Linked DNA regions of Sus scrofa: all the other regions are linked to region 3. The links are chromatin contacts, called in public HiChIP or PLAC-seq maps. All regions are on one chromosome and are shown on one strand. The core of a region is the stretch at or near the end of the contact, and the rest is flanking DNA. Distances in the headings are between cores, read along the strand shown. Region 1 overlaps TMOD2 (tropomodulin-2). Region 2 overlaps TMOD3 (tropomodulin 3). Region 3 has its middle 5.7 kb from the start of DMXL2.

Evidence for each region. HiChIP or PLAC-seq counts read pairs in DNA pulled down with a chosen protein or histone mark.
Region 1: a contact with region 3 is called in an H3K27ac HiChIP or PLAC-seq map of alveolar macrophages, with 5 times the contacts expected there. The contact joins two enhancer-like sites. A contact is called at or near these places in 1 of 47 Hi-C or Micro-C datasets (alveolar macrophages) and 1 of 2 datasets of contacts at active chromatin or transcription factors (alveolar macrophages).
Region 2: an H3K27ac HiChIP or PLAC-seq map of alveolar macrophages shows a contact between it and region 3. The contact joins two enhancer-like sites. A contact is called at or near these places in 1 of 5 promoter capture datasets (liver) and 1 of 2 datasets of contacts at active chromatin or transcription factors (alveolar macrophages).

What each region holds. Positions count from the first base shown.
Region 1 is chr1:119,982,795-119,986,281 of Sscrofa11.1, reverse strand. TMOD2 (tropomodulin-2) reads left to right here. Exons shown (of 10, transcript XM_001925676.5): 5 at 2,034-2,120. Among named protein-coding and RNA genes, the nearest start is that of TMOD2, 25 kb to the left of the region's middle. Within about 2 kb of position 1,456, at least 2 of the 83 cell types and tissues checked have an H3K27ac peak or open chromatin away from gene starts, as enhancers often do. A contact at or near this core is called in alveolar macrophages, where this site is marked.
Region 2 is chr1:119,909,622-119,913,470 of Sscrofa11.1, reverse strand. All of the region lies in intron 1 of TMOD3 (tropomodulin 3), which reads left to right. Among named protein-coding and RNA genes, the nearest start is that of TMOD3, 37 kb to the left of the region's middle. Within about 2 kb of position 2,565, at least 4 of the 83 cell types and tissues checked have an H3K27ac peak or open chromatin away from gene starts, as enhancers often do. A contact at or near this core is called in alveolar macrophages, where this site is marked.
Region 3 is chr1:120,130,876-120,134,220 of Sscrofa11.1, reverse strand. No RefSeq gene overlaps it. Among named protein-coding and RNA genes, the nearest start is that of DMXL2, 5.7 kb to the left of the region's middle. Within about 2 kb of position 1,515, at least 1 of the 83 cell types and tissues checked has an H3K27ac peak or open chromatin away from gene starts, as enhancers often do. A contact at or near this core is called in alveolar macrophages, where this site is marked.

The DNA of each region.
Region 1 (3,487 bases), core at 207-2,706, 150 kb after region 3:
TCAAGTCCCAGGAAATGCCTAAGAAAGGATAAAGAGAAAAACATCAGTCATGTAGAAGATACTAGACCCTCCACTTCATATGATAAAACCAGGGGAATCATCCCAATAGAAAGCTCCTCTTTGCTCAGCCTCCATCCCTCATCAAGTGCTCCCTCAGAACTCAGAAGGGAGCCCTGCTGGGGGTCAGGTGGAAGGGTCTTCTCTAGGGTAGATCTGTCTGGCAGATCAAGAGCAGCCCGTGAGTGAATAGGCTGCCATCTTTGAGCTTTAGATAAGAAAGTGTACCAATGCCTGCGCATATTGCTGTGGCAGGTGAAGAGCAGAAATATAGCTCATCAAGGGGGCAGAAGCTGACCTTCAAGACAGCACCTCCCAGAGTGGCCATGTTGCATTCTGGCCATCACCAGAGTCTTAATTCTCAACTCTGCTGGTCTAGAGACTTTATCTTATCAGTGCACGTAGGAGCAGTCAGATCAGGGCATGGCAGTGGAGACTGATCCACTAGTCAGTGCAAAGGAAACAGATAAAATAAAAATTATAACTTGGCAGTGGGAGCCAAATTACCATCAGAAGTTGCTTAGTGAGTATGGGGCCAGAGCAAGATATGTTTGTTGCCTGGTCTCAGTGGCTTGTATTTATCACACAGGGCATCTTCTCCCTGGACCATGCCAGAAACACAGTGACAAATTCTTATTTCTTTTTTCTTTTCTTTTTTTCTTTTTTGGTTTTTAGGGCCACACCGAGGCATATGGAGGTCCCCAGGCTAGGGGTCCAATTGGAACTACAGCTCCCTGCCTACACCACAGCCACAGCAACGCCAAATCTGAGCCATGTCTGCAACCTACACTACAGCTCATGGCAACGCCAGATCTTTAACCCACTGAGCAAGGCCAGGTATCGAACCTGCAACCTCATCATTCCTATTCGTTTCCGCTGTGCCACTAGGGGGACGCCAAATTCTTATTTCTTTAACAGGAATTTGTAAAGGACTTAGAGCAGTGCCTAATGCATAGGAAATCACTTAACTATTATAATAGATAAAGTATAATTATTATCCCTGTGTTACAGATGGGGAAAGTGAGGCTCAGAGGCATTTAACATCTTCTCGATTCATACAGATAGTACATGACGGTCAGGATTTAAACTCTAGCTGATCTCCCCTGACTGCCACTCTTAACCCCTAGATTCGCTGGCTTTGAACATGTGCCCTTTCTAGGCTGTGCTGGCTCCTCCTCCTTCAGGATGTAGATTACAGCCAATGAGGAACTCAGAGATGTGCCTCTGACACCTGTTGGCAGACTATTCTGGGATCCTTCCTCAGGTGGCCGCTTGTAATTTTTTACCTGGAATTTAATTACCAAAGGGAAAGCCGAATGGACAGTTGCAGTTGGAGCGTGCTCAGTGTTGTCATCCCCCCCCACCCGGTGCTGTCTCCTACATATTGTACTGCCCCCTGGTGCAAGTTCTGTGTAATGCAGGAGACTCAAAATCTCAGCCTGCTTGTCTCCTTTCCCACCCTGGGATTCTCCAGATGGAGAAAGGACAACTCTTTTTGGTCCTGAGATGGGAGAGATGGGGAGGCTTACATTGTTAGAGGCCCATGATCTTTCAGCTCTTTATCTCTGGAAAAACTGCATGCTGCAGTCTATATAATGTTAGATCTTAAAATATCCTTAGACTGGGTCCTACATTTTAAAGATAAGAAAACGGAGGGGGTGAATCATAACTAGGAAGTCTAAGCAGATTTTCAGTCTGGAAACATAACTAGACCATTGTCCCTCAGATCCTACATGATTCTACCTTTGAAGATATAGAAAGACCAGTGAAATTGCTCGTGGTCTTGGACAGGGGCAGGGGTGTTAAATAAGCTCATTTAACACTATACATGCATCACTTTGCAAGGCAAGAGAGCTCTAGGGACACTTCTCTTTATGACATGAAGAATTGTTCTTTGAGGGGCAAATTAACCATGTGGACACGTTAGTACGATTCCCCAAATATAAGGTTTATTCACTGATTATCTTCGCTTTCAGCTGTTCTTGGAGTACACAATCTACTCAACAATCCCAAGTTTGATGAAGAAACAACTGGCACAAAAGGAGGCAAAGGGCCTGTGAGAAGTAAGTTGACAGAAAGCTGTGGTTTTATGAAACTTGGGAGCCACTGGGTATTTTTGGAGGAGAGAGGCCTATTAACTGGGCCCCCTGGGGTGTCCAGAATTCATCCAGAATTCATTCAGGCTTTGAAGGTAGATTTTTCAGTTTGTCAAGGAACACTGGGCTCTGAGCAATAAAGCCACAGTGGAGTAGCCCATACTGGGAGTTCTGTCTGGAGGTGTAACTCATACCAAGTAGTGTGTTTTGCTCAGGATACACTCTCTTGGTAGGTCTGTCTGTTCAGCTAAAAGAGGAAATTACTGATAAAAAGGTTGACTAGTCAACACAGAATGAAGACAGAGTTTTATATTCCTGACAGTGGTTTTATGTTTGTTTGTTTGTTTGTTTGTTTGTTTTTCCTTTTGGCCACTCCACGGTATATGGAGTTACCAGACCAGGGATCAAATCCAAGCCACAATCCTTTAACCCACTGTGCCAGGCTGGCGATTGAACCTGTGTTCTGGCTCTGCTGGCGATTGAACCTGTGTTTTGGTGATTGAAACTGTGCCACAATGCAAACTCCTGTTCCTGACATTTAATCAACTGTAGTATCTTAAATAACTTTCCTTCTCTATTTGAATGTCTTTTCATCTCAGCAAGGATGCTTATCTTTAGCATTTGAATACCTACTCCTCCCAGAGAGCATGAAAGACACACTTGGCATGGCCTTGCTAGCCTGGAACATTCCAGACCACTGTCTTCTATGCCACCATTTCCTGGAAAAATGTACAATTCACTACACTCTCATTCATGCATCAGTCATTTACTAAATACCTGCCATGTCAAGAATGTTCTAGGTTTAGGTACAAAGGTGAAAGGTGGTCTCTGCCCAAAGGAAGTTATCTATCCATGGGAGGCACAGATCAATAATCAGGTAATTTCAGGAGTTCCCATTGTGGCACAGCAAAAACAAATCGGATTAGTACCATGAGGTTGTGGGTTCGATCCCTTGCCTTACTCAGTGGATTAAGGTTCTGGCGTTGCCAAGAGCTGTGATGTAGGGTCGCAGATGTGGCTCAGATCCCAGGTTGCTGTGGCTGTGGCTGCAGGCCAGCAGCTGCCCATTTGACCCCTATCATGGGAACTTCCATATGGCGCAGGTACAGCCCTAAAAAGCAAAAATAATAATAATAACAGTAATAATCGGGTAATTTCAGTACAGTATGATTCAGATGCTATGAAAACTCACAAAAGATCACAGCTCTTCTTAGATTAACTATATTTTATGAAGTTCCCTTCGTGGCTCAGCAGTTAACAGACCCAACTAGGATCCATGAGGATGTGGGTTTGATCCCTGGCCTCGCTCAGTGGGTTAAGGATCTGGTATTGCT
Region 2 (3,849 bases), core at 1,316-3,815, 220 kb after region 3:
CCAGAGCTTCCCTTCCAAAGAAAATCTGAGCTTCTCTTGCTACTATGTGGCTCATTGTCAGTACGCAGATAATCATGAGTCAAAGATGAGATTTGAGAGGGAAGTTACAATCAAGTTAGAGAATCTGAGAATGTGGACACTTTTTGTGAGTTTTGAGCAACTGTAGTTAGGGTGAACAGTGGTCATATTCTTTATACTGAAGCAGAATAAAAGCTTCTGGGAAACTTGAGTATATTATCTGGAAGTCCTTGCCTCTTAGCAAAATTTCATAATCCAAATTTGAAGAAATTGCCTTTCTGATGCTTTGAAAAGGAAAAAGCAAGCCAAAGGAGTAAATTCTTTAAAAAATCAAATGAAAAACACTTAGATATGTTTCCCCTAGAAAACACCATAATAAACTATTAAGAGTTAAAATGAAAGAAGAAATTTTTTTTTTTTTTTTTTTTTGAATTTTGCCTTTTCTAGGGCTGCACCTATGGCATATGGAGGTTCCCAGGCTAGGGGTTGAATTGGAGCTGTAGCCACCGGCCTACGCCATAGCCACAGCAACGCGGGATCTGAGCCTTGTCTGCAACCTACACCACGGCTCACAGCAACGCCGGATCCTTAACCCACTGAACAAGGCCAGAGATCGAACCTGCAACCTCATGGTTCCTAGTCAGATTTGCTAACCACTGAGCCATGACGGGAACTCCGAAAGAAGAAATTTTTAACATATACCTGACAAAGATTAGTATCCAAAACAGAGTAAAGAGCATCTGTTCTCTTTAAAAGATAACACAATATAAAAATGGGCAACAGATTCTTCCCAGACTAAGAATGCCACTAAGTCTAAGTGGCAAAGAACTAAGTCTAAGTCTAAAGCAAAGAACATATGAAAAGATACTCAACCTCATCATAACTCAGCAAAATGCAAATTAAAACCACAGTGAAACATCAGTTCATATCTACCAGAATGAGCAAACTGAAAACCTCTGATAATACCAACAGTTAGCAAGGATGAAAACATGAAATTGCTATGCACTGAATCTTCTAGAAATGTGAATAGGTATAACTACTTTGAAAATAGTCTGACATTACCTATTAAACTTGAGTAATACCATACTCTTTTCCTAGCAATTCCACTCCTAGGTTTGAACAACTTGGAGAAACTTTTGCTCATGTATACCAGGAAATAGGTAACAAGATTGTTTATAGCAGAAGAAAAGAGCAGGAAAGACTACAAGTAATTGAGATGTTCATTTGTGCAGTGGAAGATGACATAGAAATGAAAATGAAGGAATTACAGCTTTCAGCATGAACTTAAAGCAATGCTGAGTATAAAAAGCAAATCACAGAAGGATACATACTTTATGTATCCATATAGATATAAGTACAAAAAAGCAAAACTAAAACTGTTTAAAGATACATATGTTTAAGGTAAAACTGTAGAGAAAGAATGATTAATTCAAAATTCAGTACAATGACTACTTCTTTTGTGGGGAGCAATGCAGTTGAAAAGGGGAACCTAAGAGTACTAGAAATCTTGTCTTTCTGAGTCTGGGCAGTGTGTTCATAATGTTCGTTTTAGTAATCTTTAAGCAATACTATAAATATGCTTTGCGTGACACATTTTACTTTGGGATAAAGAGCCATCTCTTGGAGTAACCTCTTTAGTCACTCTAAGGAATGTCATGTTCCAAATCCATAGACCCTGGGTGCCATATAACATTGCCTTTGCCCCTAATATCCCATTCCTATCATATTGTCCATTATAGTACCTTATTAGTAAGGTGACCATTGATTTCATGGCCCATACAGGCAAACTTGAGAGTAAAGTGAGGGGATGCTCGAATTAATTAAAATAACATGTATCTCTTTGAAATATTTATTAAACAAGAAGTTGGCTTTAATATTTAAACCTCAAGAATAAAATATTTTATAATGATTTTTTTTCCATTATAGCTGGTTTACAGTGTTCTGTCAATTTTATACTGTACAGCAAGGTGACCCAGTCACACATACATGTATACATACATTCTTTTTTCTCACATTGTCATGCTCCATTATAAGTGACTAGATATAGTTCCCAGTGCTATACAGCGGGAAAGAATAAATTATATTAAACCACATTAAAAAATTCTTGGGTTGATTATCCAAACATTTAAAAAATAGCGAAAGCTAAATAATTACTCTTGGTATGTATTCATGTACTTTTATTAATTTTTTACCCTTACCTGTCTCAAATACCATGTCATTGGTATTTTTAATGAAAGGGGTATTTTTTCAAAATGTTCTTCTTATAAGATGTTCTTATAAATCAAAAATAAATAATTTTCCCCTAAAATTGCCTGCCACATTATTTAGCATTGCATTTTATGGCTAGTATATTTGAAAGTGCTAATATATTCTATTGAATATTCTCTGCAGTTTTATTTTTATCTTTTTTCTTTGTACAGCTCCACACCTGCGGCATATGGAAGTTCCTGGGCTAGGGGTTGAATTGCAACTGACGGCCTATACCACAACCACAGCCATGCTGGATCCAAGCTGCATCTTATGGCAACTCTGGATCCTAACCCATTGAGCAAGGCCAGAGATAGAACCCACATCCTCATATAGATGACATGGGTTCTTAACCTGCTGAGTCACAACAGGAATTCTGACTCTCTTATTTTTAATCAAGGGAATACACTCTCCGGATACTTGATCAGCTTGTTGTCTTGAAGTTGAAAGTACAAAGGAGGTTTACCAGACTTAGTAATGACAACAGTGATAATACTTATGTGTTCAGTAAGTGAAAAAATCCAGAATAACTGCCAAACCAGATGAGGTGCCAGAGGAACAGGTGTAAGCCAGTTCTGTCTTGGGCAGTTACACAAAATGTCTGCAGTTTAACATCTGCCTAAGCACAGCTCTGTTAATTTGCTTGTTATTGGTCCCAGATGGTTGCTAGCTGACAGACCCCTGTGGTGAACCTTCCTTTCTTCTTAGGAGATGAAAACATATAAAGGGACCCATAAAATGTTACTGCTTTGAGAACGAAAATATACTAGTTAAAATACTAAGCTGGAAAAACTTGGGAGAAGGATGTGGGAAGTATATCCAAACTTTGAAGTACTGGGCATTTTGTGGCCAAGAAAAATTTAGCTAAATCACTAAATCTGAGGATTATTTCTTATTCACATAGAAATATTTATGAGACAAATGATCCACATATATGGCTAGAATTTATAGAAATACTTTATTTTTACTTCACACTTTTTTTTGTGGGACTTAACTGTAGGTATTTTTTTCCTATAGAATAGTCCTGCTGTATCTGGAAAAATGATGCTTGTTGAGTCACTTTGTAGCTCTTTGGGAGGGATCTCCAAGGTGAGGAAATGGTGAAGACCCTCCTGACCAGACTTGCCAGTCAATGGACAACACATCCCAGCATGGTTTTGAGTATTTTACTAAAATATTTTCAGAATGCTGTATATTTTTCCTTTAAAAATGCCTTTTCAAAAAAAATTTATTTATTTTTGGCTGCACTTGCAGCATACAGAAATTCCTGGGCCAGGGAATGAACCTGAGAGACAGCAGTGACAATGCCAGATCCTTAACCCACTGAGCCACCAGGGAACTCCTCAAACAATTTTTTTAAATGCACCATCTCAAAAAATATTTTTTTTCCAATGGCCACTCCTGCCATGGAGAGTATTTTAATGTCCCCTCTGTAATCATATTGAGTTAGAAAATAATGTTCTTCTAAGCAATTTACAGTAAAACAAACATGCCTCAAACATACTCTGCTTAAGCAAAGTACTCTAGTGGTAATCATTTTAAGCTGTTAATGGAAAAAAATTGTATTTTGGCACATATTATAAG
Region 3 (3,345 bases), core at 266-2,765:
GGATCCAGAATTGCGATGAGCTGTGGTGTAGGCCAGCAGCTGTAGCTCCAATTCAAGGGGAACCTCCACATGCCGCAGGTGCAGCCCTAAAAAGCAGAAAAAAAAAAAAGAAAAAAAAAAAAAAAAAACAACTCATTCCAGACTAACACAGCAAGTTTCCTTATTAGCCCACCTACCTGGACAGCTGTACTCCATTTTAACTATCCACAGTCATCTCTTCCTTGTTCATCCACCTTTTGCATGGACCTAAAAATAAAGTGAGGATTCTTTCTTCCCATCTGGAAGTATCAGTCTCGTATCACTAACAAAACATGCTAATACAACTGTAAGGTATGGCTTCTTATGTCCACAAGTTTTTGTTTTTGATTGACATACAATTAATATATAACATTATATTAGTTTTGGGTATACAACATAATGATTCAATGATTGTGTATATTGCAAAATGACCACCACAATAAGTCTGGCTAATATCCATAACTTCATATAGTTACAAAAAAATTTTTTCTTGTGATGCAAATTTTCAGATCTACTCACTTAGCAACGTCAGATGTGCCATACAGTATTATTAAATAAAGTCACCATGCTGTACATTTTCATTACATCTCCATGACTTATTTATTTTATAACTAGAAGTCTACAAGTTTTAATAATAACAAATATTGTTCCTTTGGGGTTGGGTTTAATGGAAGGGTAGATGTCTGAGATACTTAATTTCCCAGGATACTCATGTTTACTAGTTATCTATTACTGTGTAACAAATTATCCCAAAATTTAGTCCCTAAAATCAACAATAAATACAGTTTCTGTGCATGGAGAATTCAATAGTGGCTTAGTTGGGAAGTTCTAGTTCTGAGTGCCTCAAAATGCCAGCTAAATACTAAATAGAAGAAGCTAGACACAAAAGACCACATATTGCATGATGTGGTCCATTTAAGTTTTCTGAAAAAGCAAATCTGTAGACAGAGAAAATAGATTAGTGGTTGCTTGGGGGTGGTGGTGGAATGGGAAGTAACTACTAATGGGCATGGGGTTTCTTTTGGCATGAAAATATTCCAAAATTAGACTGTGGTCATGGTTACACAACTCTGTAAATTTACTAGAAATCACTGAATCACCCAAAATATGTTAAATTTATGGTAAATAAACTACAACCTCAATGAAGCTGTCTAAAAAAGAGGTGTCATCCAGGGCTATAGTCAAGTGAAAGTCTGACTGAGACTAAGGGACCTGCCTCCAAGACAGCACACGCTTGTAGCTGGCAAGCAGCTCCTAGGAGCTGAGTGGAGGCCTCAGGTCCTCACTTTGTGGTCCTTTCCATGGTGCTCCAGAGGCATAGCAACTGGCTTCCCCCAGAGCAAGGAAGCTGAGAGAGAGAGCCACATGGAAACTACAGTGTCTTTTATATCCTGGCCTCACAAATCACACACCATCACTTCCACCATATTGTTTTAGATACCCAGGCCAGTCATGATTTAGTGTGGGAGAGTATTTCCCAAGAGAATGAATACCAGGAAATCAGAATGACTGGGTACCTTCTTGGAAGCTATCATCGACAGAACTCAAGGCTTTTATCCTCAAGCACTGGGGCATCATTTGTGTCATTCTTATTCTTGTCTATCGAGGTAACTGGAATTTCTATTCTCAAATCTAAAGTGCTGTAATGTTGATCTTTGATGTATCTGTTATCAGTTCTCTACTGGTGAACTATGTGTATGTTTTAAATATTGAATTTCCCAAGTGAGTCCATTCATTCGTGGGGTCTAACACCCATGTTTTTCAATGTTTATTCTAGTTGTAGAGACCTTACAGTTTTCTTACAGATGTCTCACACTTTAAGATATTTTCTTTAGTTGATAGCAATGAAAGCCCTGACTACCTATTACCCATACATTTTGCAAGGTCTATTGCACTAAGTCTGAAGTTTATATACTAGCAATGCTTTCATTGTTTTTGAGTCATAAGCCGTAGTGGTAATGTATTTTAATCTAAAATATCAAGGGAGTGACCCTATTTAACTATTGCTGTGTAACAAACCACTCTGAAATTTATGTAGCTAAAAATAATGACATTATTTTTCATGCTCTGTGGATTGGGTAGAGAGTTCCTCCACTCTTTTCACTTGGACTCATACATACAGCTGGAGGGGTCATCTGGGGGTAGAAGGTCTGAGATGGGTTTAAGGCTGGCAATTGATGCCTGTTGTTGGCTGGGGTGCCTTGGTTCCCTTCCATGCAGCCTTTTCATCCTCCATAGGCTAGCTAGACTGACTTCCATAGCAGATTCAGGCCAAGTCTTAAAGGTTATACACCATAACTAGTACTGCATTCCTTGGTCAAAACAAGTCACAGACTGAGCACAGATTCAAGGGCTAGCAAAATAAATTCCATACTTTCAATGGGAGGGACAAAAGAGCCACATTGCAAAGGGTTATAGGAGGAATTGTCTTAGCCATCTTTGCAGTCTTTGTCACAGACCCAAACTCTACATCTGACCATCTCTCTGGCCCTTGATTTGTTATATTTGCTTTGCTTTAACTAAGAACACCACTTATAATAATTTAAAAAAAAAGACGTAGAAAATACAATAATAAAAGACTACCACTTTTAAGATATAAAAACGTATATATTTGCTATGATGTCTTTCTTTGGTATTGGCAGCAGCAAATTACTCTTTTCTTGATGATTATACCTCAGAATCTTAGCTCTTTAACTCAAACCTCATGTCTTTAGCTTTTTATCCCTAATATGGATGGACTGAACACAGGGTAATTTTTAGAAGGGCAGGGATGAATATTTATGAATCGTATAAGCAGGTGAAAAGATATGTTTTGATCAAGTTGGACTCTTTTGTTGCTAGGAACCAATAAGACTGTTCATCTTAGAGGAATTGTAGTGAAGGGTTCATTTTTTTTGCAGGCACTGTTTATGATTTTACTGTGAAAAGTAAGATATGCTACAAATACCCCTAATTTCCTTAAGTATCAATGTTTCATAAACTCATTTAAGTGAGAGCTTAAGTGGAAACTAATTTTTTAAATTTTTGGTATTTAAAGAATTATTACGGAGAATAGACCAGATGGGATATGAACTGACCCCTGCTTATCTTTCCAAATTCATCTTTTGTTAGCCCTGACCTCCGAAGAGATGTTGCAGCTACACTGGTGTACAGGTAATTCCTTTGGTCTTTCAAAACTCTGGAAACTGACTACTTCCCTACTGTGGAAACTCCATCACCACAATCACCACTGCCACCACCACAGTCTGACCAATTTCTGTTCTTAAAAACTCAGCTGACTCAGCGGAAACAAATCTGACTAGTATCCATGAAGATGCAGGTTCAATC